Linked DNA regions of Anser cygnoides: region 2 is linked to region 1. A link is a contact called in public Hi-C data. All regions are on one chromosome and are shown on one strand. The core of a region is the stretch at or near the end of the contact, and the rest is flanking DNA. Distances in the headings are between cores, read along the strand shown.

Region 1 (7,373 bases), core at 29-2,528:
TGTTGATTATTTTGTTTAAACAATCAATATGCTTTCTCTGGCAACCAGTGTGAATATTCAGAGTTCACACTTTGGAGAAAAAGAACATGAATTGAAAACCTATTTAATTTAAGAATTGTTTGCTCCATTATGTCTTAGACACATCCCATTTGACTATTGTATATACAATAAAATACATCCTAGTAAGTTTGCTGCACTCATGTGGTGCTATGTCATTCCTTGGACATCACACATAAATGCCAACACTTTTCAGAATATTTCCTGCAGACTTTCCAGGATTCCATAATGGGAATTCCAAGGCTGACCACTCTATTGTAATATAGTAGCAACAGTAATAACACTAATATTAAGCATTAGAAAAAAGTGCATTGTTCAAAATTTTGTAACATCAGTCAGGAACAGAATGGTAGTCCTGCAAAGGTGTATTTATGCTGAATTGGATCTGCGTATAAATCCTGACAGTGGTTCAGAACTGCATAATTGGCCCCAGACTCATTTCCCTCCTTGAGGTTCCTGCAGTCATAACACTACAGTGTCATATTTTGAAAAGCCACTTCTTGGGAAGCAAAGAGAGAGCTCACAATACACTGCACCATATTGATCCAGAGTGTCTTTTCTGATTTTAGAAAGAAACCTCTGCTGGTCTACTGCTTTTATTACTACTACTGATGGCTGTGTCTCCTTAACACAAAATTGTGTTTCAAACCTAAGTGCTACCTGCCAAATACATTTTGCTTTATTGCTTCCATTTTTTTTTTCACGCACCCCAAACATGGTTCAGCAAAACCTGGGATAAGCCTGAACTGTAAGCTGCAGTAGTTCCATGGATGTGAACAAGGACCGCATTACAGAAAAACAATCAGGCCCAAATAAACTACTTGAATTCCTTATAAGTTGTAAAATACATTAAATCTGATCAAAAGGCACCAGAAAACATTTGTGTTTTTTCCTATGTTGGGATCCTCCTATAGTTGCCCAGTCCTCCAAACGGAAGAGATGGCCTCTTTAATCACACTTACCCTCTCTAATTCTATAAACCACTGTCTTGCTGATTTTTGCATTATCGTTGTTTTAACGAGTTCATAAATAAAGCAGCGAAAAGCGCTGCCATAAAAGGCGGTACTTACGTGTGAGAACACCACTGCTGAGCAGCAGCAAGAGCAGCAAGAGCTGCACAGGGCCCATGGCGAGCCCCGAACCCTCTTGCTGCTCTCTCTTTTCCTCTGCTTTTCTTTCCCTCCCCTCTTCACCTCTTCCCTACTGCCTCAGAGGGAGAGTGAGCCTTCTGACTTGGACCTTCACTTATATAGTCTGTAGCAAGCAGCTGAGGCAAACGGTTTAGAAAGCTCGGAGCAAATTGCCAAAGGTCCAAAGGTGAGAGATCTAGATCCTCACTGCGCTCCAAACACTGCACTGCTTTGGTTGCTGGGAGTCCCCAAAGGCAGAAGACTGAGCATATACTAGATATATGTTACTCTTCCACTGTTTTTTTTTTTTTCTTTAACAGAGTTTTGAAAACAAAAGCCCGCAGCTACAGCATCTCCCAATGTATTCAAATATATTTCCCGCATTTACATAGGAAAGCTTACAATGCATAAATTATAGCTGGAAGAAATGATCACTGCAGCATGCTTTCACCATAGATGTTGAAAGGCTTGAAGGTATGAGTATTTGAGAAGATGAGAGTATTGTGCAATTTAGACATCTTCCTTTTACAGGCAGAAGAATGAAAGGTTAAGGATTTTTACTTTGTTCTGCTAGAATTTGTCATATGCCTTTCTAAAAATAAAAAATAAAAATTAAATTTACTTGTAATATTCTGGCAAATCAGGTCATATTCATGTTGAAAGTGAGCTCTGTACAATTTCTTTGTCTCCTTAATTTAAATTCCATTTCATTTGCTAATTGTAGCAGAACTATGAAAATCAGACAACAAATACATCTGAATGAAGAAGAAAAGCCTACAAATATAAACTAAATTCAAATACAAACAAATAAAAAGCTGTTTATGAATATGTACATTGGTAAGAAGACTGGTTTTATGCCATGAGAAATCCCAGTAGTTTGAATGCTCTCTCTACTCATATCTATTGAAACTAATATAGGTGAGGGGGTTGCAATTAGTTGATCTTTAAGGTACCTTCCAACCCAAACCATTCTGTGATTCTAATTTCATTAAAAAAAAAAAAAAAAAAACTAAATATGGAAATAGTTGAGAACATTTTGTTCAGTAAATTTAATTTTCATATATCTGATCAAAATGAAATGTTTTGACTTTCCCAAATCAAAATATTTCCTCCTAGCTTGTTGAATCAAAAATTAAATTTTGGCTTAGCTAACTGGTAATTCCTTTTCCCTTGAAATGTTACTATGCATCATAGCAGTTATCTTTAAAGTCTCTTATTTCTCTGTATCTTTTCGCTCTTGGACTTCACGGTTAAGTTACCTTACCATTCCAGCATACACTACAACCACGTATCTCCTAGCATCAGTTCAACCAAACAGTAAGCATGGGGCATACTTTTCAATAAAGGAGATATCTTATAATTAGGATTCTGTCTGATCGTATTAATTGGAACATGCCATTTCTGAGAGATTTCTTGCAGAAATCTTCTTTGCTGAACTCATCAGTATTGGAAACATCATGAAAAGAAAGCATTTCTCAGGCTTTTCCATTTCTATTTCTGTCCTTGGTTCACACCAATCAGATACAATACAACAACCAACAGATTATTATTTTTACTTCCAAAAAGCAACATAGCTTTTTGTTTACTTTTGTGTCCACAGCTGCCTCAGTATGTTTGTAATACAAGTGATTTTACTTTGTAACATGATTCTACCAAAGAGACTGTAAAATAATATCGTATTTTTGTTCCTAGCATGTGATCCCTTTCTGCATTCAAATATCAAGAAATTTTCACTATTATTTAAAATCTGTTTATTTGTTCACTTTAGCACTGCAGATTAACAGAGCTTTGGATTGGCCAGTGTTCAGGATTCAGAGATTTGTTAGCTACTTCTATATTTTGCCTTTGTCTCCTCGCTGCCTTCAGGTGTTTCTCTGGGCCCAAGCAGAGGCAGGCTGATCGAATTAACATGACATTGCATGGACGTAAATAGATTACAGAAGTCATGACTCAGCCCATAAGCATGATAAGCATGTAGGTAACGTGGGTACACCATTCCTCCGGGACAAGTTTATATTGCTGTATTACCTAGTCAAGGGACAGCAGGTGTTTCTCATTGCTGGTACCACAAAATGTCACACACTACTTTTATCTGTTCCGTCACCAAGGAATCACGATTGGAAGATTCAATATACACACAGAGCTAGACAACATAAAGTTCTTATTTAACCATTTCTGTGAACCAGTGAGCTTTGACCTCAGAACAATTTATCTTCTGGATCAAACTGTTTCAAATGGTATTATCTCATTTTATTTTGCATGTTTCTCAATTACTTTTAGCCAAGTCACACTCTCTCCACTGAATTTCACTCTTGCAAACGAAACAAAGGCTTTGGAGATGGAAACGTTCTGAAGTCTGGTGATGGTATTGCAGCTCTGACGCCTTTGCATCTTTTGCATTCCATTTGACAAAGAGAGGCAGAGGGTATCAGTGCGGATTTGAAAGGATGACAGAAAATTGAACTTTACTCCCCAGTGTTCTACACTGGGAGTAGCTCCAAACTTTGGTTTATGTTGTATACCTCTAATCTATACAGATTTGGTCCTGATCTAAAAACCAATTACCTCAATTGTATTTCTCCATCCGTCTTTGGACCAAGCTGTCTGCAGTGAGTGCTGTGTTCACTGGTTCTTTTCTCTTAAGGATTTTTTTTTTTGGCTGTGTTACATAGAAAGAGGGAGTTTCAGCATTGGGGCTCACCATGGTAAACTCCAGGCATTGCTGAAGCACAATGTAATACCAGAGACCAGTAACTCTGTTCACCTCTCCTTTCAAAAAGATTAAATACTAATATTAAAAATTATTAAAAAATAACAAATTATATTTAGAAAGGAACTGTTTTTGCACATTTCAGGTTTTTTGCCTTAGGAGAGCCTAGTATTCCTTAAAAATTCCTAAAAATTCCTTAAATGAGGTAAAAAAGTCATCAACGTATGCTAATTAACCATTAATTTAATGAAGTTCTATGGTTTGTTTAGGAAAATGTACAGCATTTATTAATGCTTATGAAATAAGAAAAAAAAATCAAATCACTATATATACTTAATCAATGGCCATATGAATTGTAGGAAGTATGATAATGCTTATTATATGCTGAAATAATTTCATTCAGACATAATATGTGCATGGTTATAATGGATATGGATGATCTCTGACATGATGTGGAAGACTTCATAATAATGGAATCAGAGAATAAATTTAGTTTGTAGGGTATCCCCCTAAAAGTCATCTAATGCATTGCTACATTCAAAACAGATCTTACTAGATCAGGATGCTCAGGGCCTTACAGTACCTTAGAGGGCCTTATGGTACCATAGAGTCCAAACACATGCTGAAGGCAGGATCATTTGATGTTCTGTCCTTCATGGACTTCAATCCAGCTGTGGTATTAGCAGGCTAATTCTAATTCCTCCTCACCTATACATGAACAAATGTATACACAAATGTGTTTGAGTCCATTCCTTTGCTTTAAAAGACTGGAACAGCCGCACTTACTTTGGAACTACAGAAGTTGCTGTGCCGTGGTCAGAGAGGGGAGCAGCCTTCCTGATCAACCTGGGACTACTGTGCTACCAATATATTAAGTTTCCAGGCCCAGAAATAAGGCAAGTGAATAATGAAACAACTCCTATGCGGTTGTTAGGACGTATATCTGAGAGTGAGAAGTTCTAGCTTCAGCTATGTATGCACTGCACATGTGGATTAAATGAAAGCATAATACAATGTTGCGGTTTTACAGGGCAGGCAGCTCAGCACCACGCAGCTGTTCGCTCTCTCCACACCTCCAGTGGGATGAGGGAGAGAATTGGAAAAAAAGGTAAAACTCCTGTGTTGGGATAAAGGCAATTTAATAGGACAGAAAAGGAAGGGAAAATAATAATGATACAAAAATACATAAAACAAGTGATGCACAATGCAATTGCTTATGACCCGCTGACTGATGCCCATCCCATCCCCAAGCAGCGGCATCTCCCCTGGCCAACTCCCCCAGCTTTATTGCTGAGCAGGATATTGCTGAGCAGGGACTTGTAGCTCAGGACTAAGTACATTTATTGCCTACTTTCAAACTGCCTGAACACACATAGCACATAAGCTATGGCGCATCATACACATCAGTATATCACTTATAATGAAAATGGACTTGATGGTCACAGTCGCATGTGGAATCTAGAAAAAATATCTAAGGAAGCTCAGCACAATAATCTACTGCCAGCATATAACTGGGAGTCAGCAGGAGAAAGCATTTTTAGTATGTCCTATTCCATAACACTGGCTGTGGAGGCCTGTATTTATGGTACAGATGGCAAGTCCTGATAGCCTCCACAGCACGAACACTCACTGATCCTTTCTTTTCAGAGTAAGTGTGAGCATTGTTGTAACATTCCTCCTATTGTATTTAGGGATGGTCATATGAGTACCAATAAAGAGAAGACAGAGCTAATACTCTTAACTGAACCTCTTAAAACTGATAAAGAATTTTGGCTTGGAATTTGGTTCTTAGCCATACTGTGTTAACACTGTGTTTTTTGTAAGGCCTTAGTCTTAAAGAGTTCTCCTGACATTCACAGTCTGGATTTGTTTCTAGAAAGAACAATTTATCAAAATTTGTCTTTATACTTTTGTCCACAGCTGTATAGAAGAAGTCTGTAACCTTAAATCACTCACCTGAAAGTGAACTGCCTCCTTCTTATATATGTCCTTTCCAGAGAGGAACTGTTTTTCTCAGTTCTGTTTTGGTAATGCCAACAATAGCTTTGCTAATACTGATACATATACAAAATCCATCAATTTTTCTTTAATTATATATTAATACCATGGCCTTTTACTCTTCTTGATGATACTTTTCTTTTACATTTCCTTTTTCGGTCACTGGATATTAGTCAAATCCTTTGACAGAGGTGGTCTAACAGCCACCATCCGAGTTGTCTAGATACACCCACCATCAATTTCAACTTATGCTTACTCAAAGGACAAAGGCCTCTTCACTTAACTCATGCAGATTTTTTATTAAGTTTTGCATCTCCTTTCACTTAATGACTTTAGCAAAGCAGCAATACAAACAGTTGATGGAAGAAATCACACAAGATACTAAGTTTCCTATATTGCAAAGAATCCTTGTGCATCTTCCTTTCCCTTCCTCTCCCTTCTCATTTCTTTTCTTGCGTTTTTTCCCATTTTTCTTTTTTTTTTTTTTTACTTTTTTTTTTAATTTTCTGAGAAATGTACATACTAGACGGTGCTCACATTTCTTTATTATTTGTTGAGGTCAAGGCCAGCACTTCAGGTTCTTTGGGAGCTCCTTGGAAACATTGGTCTTACTCTTCTACTGTGTTTCCCAGATCAGTGTCATCTGTTTAGGTCTTAGCATGTCCCTCATCAGAGAAAAATGGTTGTATTTTCTGGCGAAACACCTATGGTGCTAACCACAACCCAATGGCAATTGGAGGAAACTGTGTCTCCCAAAGGAGGTGTTGGAGGTGCATAAACATACACTCTGTTTGTCTAAGAACAGCTGCCAGAAGCCTGCTGAGGCATCAAGAGTAGAAAAATATTTGGCATAAGCCATCTCCTCCAGAATTTCTCTCCTTGTAGGTAGTGGAAAATGTTTCCTTTTTACATATTTATTGAGTTCTTTTGAGTATATTCCTGGGCAAATGGTCTGCCTTTTTTCTACACTAACAAGAAAATGTAGCAATTCTGTTGAAGCTTTTATTCATACTTTCCTTTCAAAGTATTAAGCCTCCCCAGTTCTTTCATTTTGTGTTGTCCCTAGGCAAAGAAATGTATTTTTGAATTGTGGTAGGTTGGGCTCTCTAAATTCAGTTTTGAATTCTGCCAAGAGATTCTTAAAAAGAATCTTGCAAACCTTGACTTTATTCTCTCTCTCCTACAAGGTGACATGTTGAAGTGCTTAATGTATTTCTAAAATAGCAGTTTTTCCATTCCCCCCTCCCTTTTTTTTTTTTTTTCCAGTTTCCACTATCTATACTTTCCATTCAAATATTTCCTTCTAAGCTCACCACTGGAAGCTTGCTCATCTACTGTCTCTTTTAGTACAAACAAAAGTGTTACTGGTACAACTTGTTCAGTGCATCTGCAAAAAAGTTAAGACACATTTACTTTCTTAATGACAATTCAGGGATTTCCTGCAGCAAAATTATAATGTTGTTCCAGTAACTGCTCTT
Region 2 (7,090 bases), core at 1,083-3,582, 35 kb after region 1:
GCTTGTCTGCAAGGATCCTTTTCTCAAGTCACTGTTTTATCAGGTGTTAAATTAGTCTTGAAATTTGGCCTCAATCCATCTGGACAAACAGACTTAATTAGCACATATTTATGTTTCACCATCTCCTAAGAGGGAAAATAAAATAATTAGGTAAATATACATTTCAAATGCAGCTAGGAATTTCTTTTATAGTGAATCTTTCCTACAGCAGGCATACTTAAGATATGCTAATTATCAAGTTTCTAAATTTTGAAGCAGCTGGAAATAAAAAGGTAGAGTAGGATTTTCTTGTTGCAAGTAGTTTGATAGAAAATGACAGTCACCACTTTACATGATAACAAGTATCACTAGTGGCTAAAAGATTTTTTCCTATCCAGGTGGAAAAAAAAAAGCTTTCAAGACAAAATTTTAACTCAGTTCGTACAGGTGGATGTGTGCTGACCTGATCTTTGAGAACCATTGGTATCCCAGCACTGTGTCTGAGCCCTGCTCCTCACTTAGCACTTGATTTGGGTGTCAGGCTTTCTGATTCAACTCCAAAGTATAACTAGAGGTTTTTAATATATATTAAAAGCTATAATTGAAAATAATTTTATCAGAACTGGGCTGTCTACACACTTGTGCTTTCAAAGGCATCTATGGGAACACTCTTACTCTAAGGCACATAACGTGGCAATTAAATTTGATGTGGCAGCACTAAAGAGAAAAATTGTTAGTCTGCTTGAAAAGAACTATGAAAAGATGGGGACATGGTACCAGGAAGACAGTTCAGCATTTAAAATGCAAACTAGAAAGGCTTTGTCTAAGAGAAATCTAGGAAGTCTACAGAGCCTCAAAAAACATTAAGCTGTGAAGTTTGATGTAGCTTCAAAATCTGTACCAGTGCATTATGTACATTTTCAGTGCGGAAATTTCCTGGTCTCACTCACCTCTATCAAAGCTAAGGACAAAGGCAGATCAGGTCAGAGTTCTGAATCAGTCTCATAGCTAAGGTGACAGAAACATATCAATTACTCTTCTTAGAAAATACAAAACTGGAACAAAAATTCTACTAAGGTTGTTTTTTCCTTCATTTAGCACAAAATCTACCCAGTCTCTCAAAGCTCTTGGCATAATTCTGGATTGTAAATAAAATAATTACTTTTTCATACTTTTGTCTGATTTTCTATTTTTGTTTTAATTGCTCCAAAATATGTATTTGTGTTTTCTACAGAAAATGCCAAAAATATTAATTTGAGAAAAATATGAACCTTCAATGTTTTCACGGAAAACCTTTGGGTCCAATTATTATGTTTTACCCATTCATGACTCATTCTGTATTACCCATTCTATAACTCAGAGAACCCAGTACATAATTTGACTTTCAGTCCAGTTATTTTGTGGGAAGGTACAGCAGCTTTTCTCTCATGTATGCTGACACTGCAACTGAAGGTATGACTGCAGTGGAGAATGGTTTAAGCAAGCACCAAATACACTATTTGGAGACTGTGGGTGTCAGAGCAGGCTAGCAACTGAAGTACATGCCTAAGGTCCCCAACGTGATTGCACAATCCACGATGAAGTCTGTGCAATTCTATCCTTCCTACTGTTTACCCATGTTATCACGTTTAAAGCTACTATATTTACAGATTTGCTTCTATTCAATACACATTTACATTCTGATTTTTATTTTGCTGGATACGTACTTCCATTGGCATACAGTTCTCAAATGATTTCATATTTTGTCAATTACTTAGTCAAGCCTTAAAGTGCAAAAATATATTTTATTTACTTCAAAAGATTCCTGATAAGACTTTTTAGAGGTATTGCATGTTGTGTAATTCTTTGGGGGGGAAAAATGATAAGAATTATTCAAGGCAAACACTTTAGGGCTCAGATCAACTGATAATGCTCAACTGCAGACCACACTGACCCGTTCAACTGAAAGATCATCCTGACACAGAACACATGAAAGAAAATATTTTCCATGGACCACTATGACCATTTGCATGAATGTGACCTCAAGCTCCCCCTACCTTTCCCCATCCCCTGCATTATCCCATGTAACACAGAAAACTGCAGTGAACAACCTGTCAGCTAAGCTTCAAAGCAATTTTCTTCAGACACAAGGGAAATTGGGGACCTACAAATATTGAGTCCAACTGCCCAACCACTTCAGGGCTAAAAAAAAAAAAAAAAAAGCATGTTACTGAGGGGATTATCCAAATGCCTCTTGAGCACTGACAGCCATGGGGCACCAAACACCTCTCCAGCAAGCTTGTTCCAGTGTTTGATCACCCTCCCAGTAAAGACATTTTTCCTATGTCCAGCCTGAACCTCCCTGGCAGAACTTTGTGCCGTTCCCTCATCAGCAGCTACCAAGGAGCAGAGACCTGCACTTCCCTCTCCACCTCCCCACCTTGGGAAGCTGCAGAGAGCAATGAGGTCACCTCTCAGCCTCCTTTTCTCCAAACCACACAACCCAAGTGTGCTTGGCCTCTCCTCATAGGACGTGCATTCCAGCTCTCATACCAGCATTGTTGCCCTCCTCTGGCCACTTTCAAGTACCTTAACAGCTCCTTTAAACTGTAGAGAACAGAACTGCACCCAATATTCAAAGTGAGGTCTCACCAGTGCTAAATACAGTGGGAGAATCACCTCATTTGACCAGCTGGCCACGCTGTGGTTTAGTGCACCCCAAAATGTGGTTTGCCCACTTGGCTGCCCTTCTTTTACATTAGTCAGGGCAGTGACAGTGCAGTTTGCCAACGAAATACCTAGAAAAGTCACTGTGTACCTTTTCGTGTGGGAATGAAATTATGTCCTTAGATATCTGCACAGAGAGTCTACTTCTGTGCACCAAGCGTGCCAAGCAGGACCTGGGATTATTCTCTGCCCTTGCACCCAATTGCTGTAATTCAGTTGCACCCTCATTACTGAAACTTCTTCAGTCTCTAAACCAGGCTGACATCCATCCAAATCTGTTGCAAAACAGTCCCAAGCTGAATCTATGATCATGCCTAGGACTTTTTTGAAAGAGTGTTTGTTGACTCATGACAAAGGACTACTCCACACATAAGAATCATCATAAAATAGTCAGACCTGTGATATAAAATTTGGACCATTCCAAATTTAACAAGTTTAATCATTTAATGAGTTTAATCATTTAATGACAGATGAATCTGTCACTGATTTCCATTAGGGTATTTTTTTCTCTTTCTACTGAAAACAACATGTACACATTTCAGAAAATATTATCTAAATTTAACCTTGAGATAACATCTTAATATTTCAAACATAACACAGGTAATGAAGCATCCCAAAAGATGTTTAGATGTAGAGCTTAGTGATATGGTTTAGTGGAGGACTTGTTAGTGTTAAGTTGGACTCAGTATCTTGGAGGTCTCTTCCAACCTAGATGATTCTGTGATTCTTGCTTCTAACTGTCAAAGCTCCATCCACGGAATGGATAGAACCATGTAGTGGCCTTGCTACATTATGTATGTCAAGGTATGATCGTGGATTACATCAAATGCAAGTACAAGCACTCTAGTGATATAGATGTTTAGCAGTACGTGGGAATTAAAAATTAATTTTGTGCACATATGGGCTGGACATGAGCTGTGCACAACTTCCCCTTGGAAATGTGGTCATTTTGAAGATGACTGGCTCTCTCTGTATTTGGAACCCATTCTTAACGTAGACGTGAAACACTTCGTTAACGATATCCAGTAGTGCCTTATGATTTCTTAATAAGGTAACAGGGAACGTTCTAAACTAAGAAATCGATATAGAAAAAAAGTACTATTATAAGAATTTATATGGAAATCCACGGGGTAGTACTGGAACCATGTTTATTCAGCCTTTTTAGCCACTGTTTTAGATGTTGCTGTTTTGAAACCAAGGTACAATGCCCTGGTAAACCTCAGAGCACATTTGTGAAGAGCATAATGGGACCAGGTTTTGCACTGAGGCTGTTGAGCTGGTACTAAAAACCTAGTATGTACATGGACTGAATGTGTTTTACATGGCTTAGATTGCATGTAAAAGTAAAGTATATGAAGCAGAAATCTCCACCTGCCCAGAAATACCACTTTACATGACAGAGATGGGAAAACTTAAGAGTAGACTGAATGCTGGGAAAAGAGCTTAGCACAAAGTCTGGACTGGGAGGTGCGACTTACATAATTTCCTGAATGTGGCCAAACTCTGGGTCAAGAGTGAGTGAATTTCACTTAAAAAAATCATGCTACTGAGTACGTTCTATCTTTCAATAACGTTACTGTCATCTTTCGAGTCTTGATCCTATATTCAAATTCACAGCTGAAAAATTCAATGAGATCCATCCATCTGTGCAAGTCTGACTGTGCAATCAGACCTTGAAGTGTTAACTTCATATATATTGTTTGTGCTTCAGGGGACAAGAGACTCAAAATGAATCTGTAACAAAAACAATGAAAAGCCAATCAGATACAAAAAAAAAAAAAAAAAAAAAAGAATATATTTTACTTTCCACACAGTATTAGTAACACATGTAATACTTTTTTTTTTTTTTTTTTTTTTTTTTTGTTCCTTAAATATATGGAGTGAAATCCTGGCCCCAGTGAAGTCAATGGGACTTTTGCCATTGACTTCAACAAGGACAAAATTTTCCTCCGGTGCTGGTGTGATTTTCAGCCTGTCTTTGCCCCTTTAATACTTGTGATGACAAAATCCTGTAGTTGAATTCCAAGGATGGATCAGCACCCTGCAGCAATTAAAACTGCTGTAGTATATCATGCTTTTCCAGTATTATCTGAAAGACCCATCATGTAGAAATACATTTTGCTTTATGCTGTATAACTAAAATTTACCAGAGAATAATTAAAGAACAAAAAATGTTTTAAGATGTTGTAACTTAAAATCTATGTCTAAACTAACCTCAGTGGGTAAAATAATGTATGCAGACATCTCAGAGAACAGTACGCTTCCTGCACCTATCCAAAGGTAAGATTTGGCCACTCACTAAAACAGAACTGGTATTAAAGGCCACACACATACATATGAACATCCAAGAGTACTGGTATGAGAGAACAGGTTGTGCTGAAAATATGAAAAGGAAGCAAATGTTGTAATGACCACTGCCATTGTTTGCACTTTGACTTCAAATTTCATGCAAATGACTGATGACAAATGCCAGAAAACACCTTTAGGGAATTCATTCTGTTTGTAAACAGAGACAAGATGGAAAATATTTAACAAGATGGATATAATGATTAACGTCGAAGTCTAACACTGCAAGGCCTTTAAGAAAAAAGAACAAACATGGAACTAGCTTAAAACCATAGACCTCGGCTTCAAAAAGATGCTGAGCGCTGCTACAGCAGGAATTAGAGATGACCAACATGCCTGAATAAAAGGGTCTTTTACAGATTATAGACCTGAACCTGAGATGAATAAATTTAAATAATCAAAGCCTTTTCCTTTACTTTTTTTTCTTTTTTCTTTTTTTCATGTTTTAATGAAAAGTGTGCGCAAATATTCCAGGTAAAACTGCCATCCTTAAACTTTATGCATCCAGTGGATACCTTCATAGACAGGGTCTGAGCCAAAACAATTATTTGGTTAATACTGTGGAAAGTTTGATTTTAACTTGAACGTGTAAAATTCACACACAGGTCTGCTAAAATTTTAAGTGAGCATGAATTAAGACCATACAAGTGTCGTCAGACCTGCATAACCCAAAACATGTACCTCTTCAGACACCCCACAGTGTTCATTAAACTCTGCAAGAGGCTAAACTTCCTTCTTCATATCCAGCTTGTAGGGCTGGGGCCAGAATTAGTTAATCGATATGGACCATAAAAATGAATAATGTTAAAAACCTATTAGATCATTCAGTTTGTCTTTTTAGAGAAAACTAGATGACTGAGAAGGTTCTTTTCCACCTCTTAGTTCTTGTGATCCCACGACTCAAATTTACGCACCATCACTACATGCAATAGATTGTTCGACTCTGCATCAGAATTATTATTACTCAATATTTCTGATGCATTTCAATATTGAAATATTATTCAATAACAGAATTGCCATCACACATGCAACTTCATTTTTCCCTCAGAGAAAACTAATCTCAGTATATAAAAAATCCCAGACATCTTGATCTACATGCAAAAGTTTTAGAAACACAGAATTACTATGAGAAATAGAACTTTTGAATCCAAGGAACTAAAATTGTTAAAGTTCTATTTTGAAGCTGATTACTCCTCTTCCTGTAGTGATATTCAGCCTCTCCATTAGCCTTTCTCTTCCACTGCCATGATGAGGAACTGGGAATTTACCCACTGAGAGCAAAGTGTAGATTCACTATGGGTGCTTCTACATTAAATTTAGTTTAGAACAGGTGAATCTCCATCCCCACTTACCTCAGTTTTATCAGCACTGCAGACCTGTTTCAGTGTGCGCAAACCTGAATCCTTTGGAATGAAAATAACCCCCAAAAAATCTTTTCAAAATTCTAGTGGGCATCCAGTCCATGTGACCACACTAGAGTTTACCTTAAGCAATCCCTCTGGCTTTAAAATCTACTCGATGTGGATAGCGGGTCATCAGCACCAATCACTTCTCTTTACAGATCTACTCTGAGTGTGCAACAGGAATTGCTAATGTAGATGGAGCCTGAGATTCTCTCAACCCGCACAGCAGATTAAGTTCATGACGTGATGTGATTCTCCTCGTATACTTTGCCCCTGTGAGACCCCACCTGCAGTACAGCATCCAGGTCTGGGACCCCCAGCCCAAGAAAGACGAGGACCTGTTCGAGCAGGTCCAGAGGAGGGCCACAAGGATGATCAGAGGGCTGCAGCACCTCTCCTGTGAAGACAGGCTGATATAGCTGGGGATATTCAGCCTGGAGAAGAGAACGCTCCAGTGAGACCTCATTGAAGTCTTTCAATACTTAAAGGGGGCTTGTAAGAAAGATGGAGAGGGACTTTTTACAAGAGCATGTAGTGATAGGACAAGGGGCAATGGTTTTAAACTGATACAGATTTGCATTAAATATAAGGAAGAAATTCTTCACTCTGAGGGTGGTGAGGCACTGGCACAGGTTGCCTAGAGAAGCTGTGGATGC

What was found. Hi-C and Micro-C count contacts between places; a contact is called where the count stands out from the background.
Region 2: a Hi-C map of liver shows a contact between it and region 1, with 2.9 times the contacts expected there. The contact joins the enhancer-like site here to the promoter of APOB in region 1. A contact is called at or near these places in 3 of 7 Hi-C or Micro-C datasets (all in liver).

Annotation. Positions count from the first base shown.
Region 1 is chr3:113,449,127-113,456,499 of Taihu_goose_T2T_genome, forward strand. It overlaps APOB (apolipoprotein B), which reads right to left and starts at 1,279. Exons shown (of 29, transcript XM_013194833.3): 1 at 1,128-1,279. The coding sequence starts at 1,185.
Region 2 is chr3:113,482,764-113,489,853 of Taihu_goose_T2T_genome, forward strand. No RefSeq gene overlaps it. Among named protein-coding and RNA genes, the nearest start is that of TDRD15, 9.7 kb to the right of the region's middle. Within about 2 kb of position 2,333, at least 2 of the 3 cell types and tissues checked have open chromatin away from gene starts, as enhancers often do. A contact at or near this core is called in liver, where this site is marked.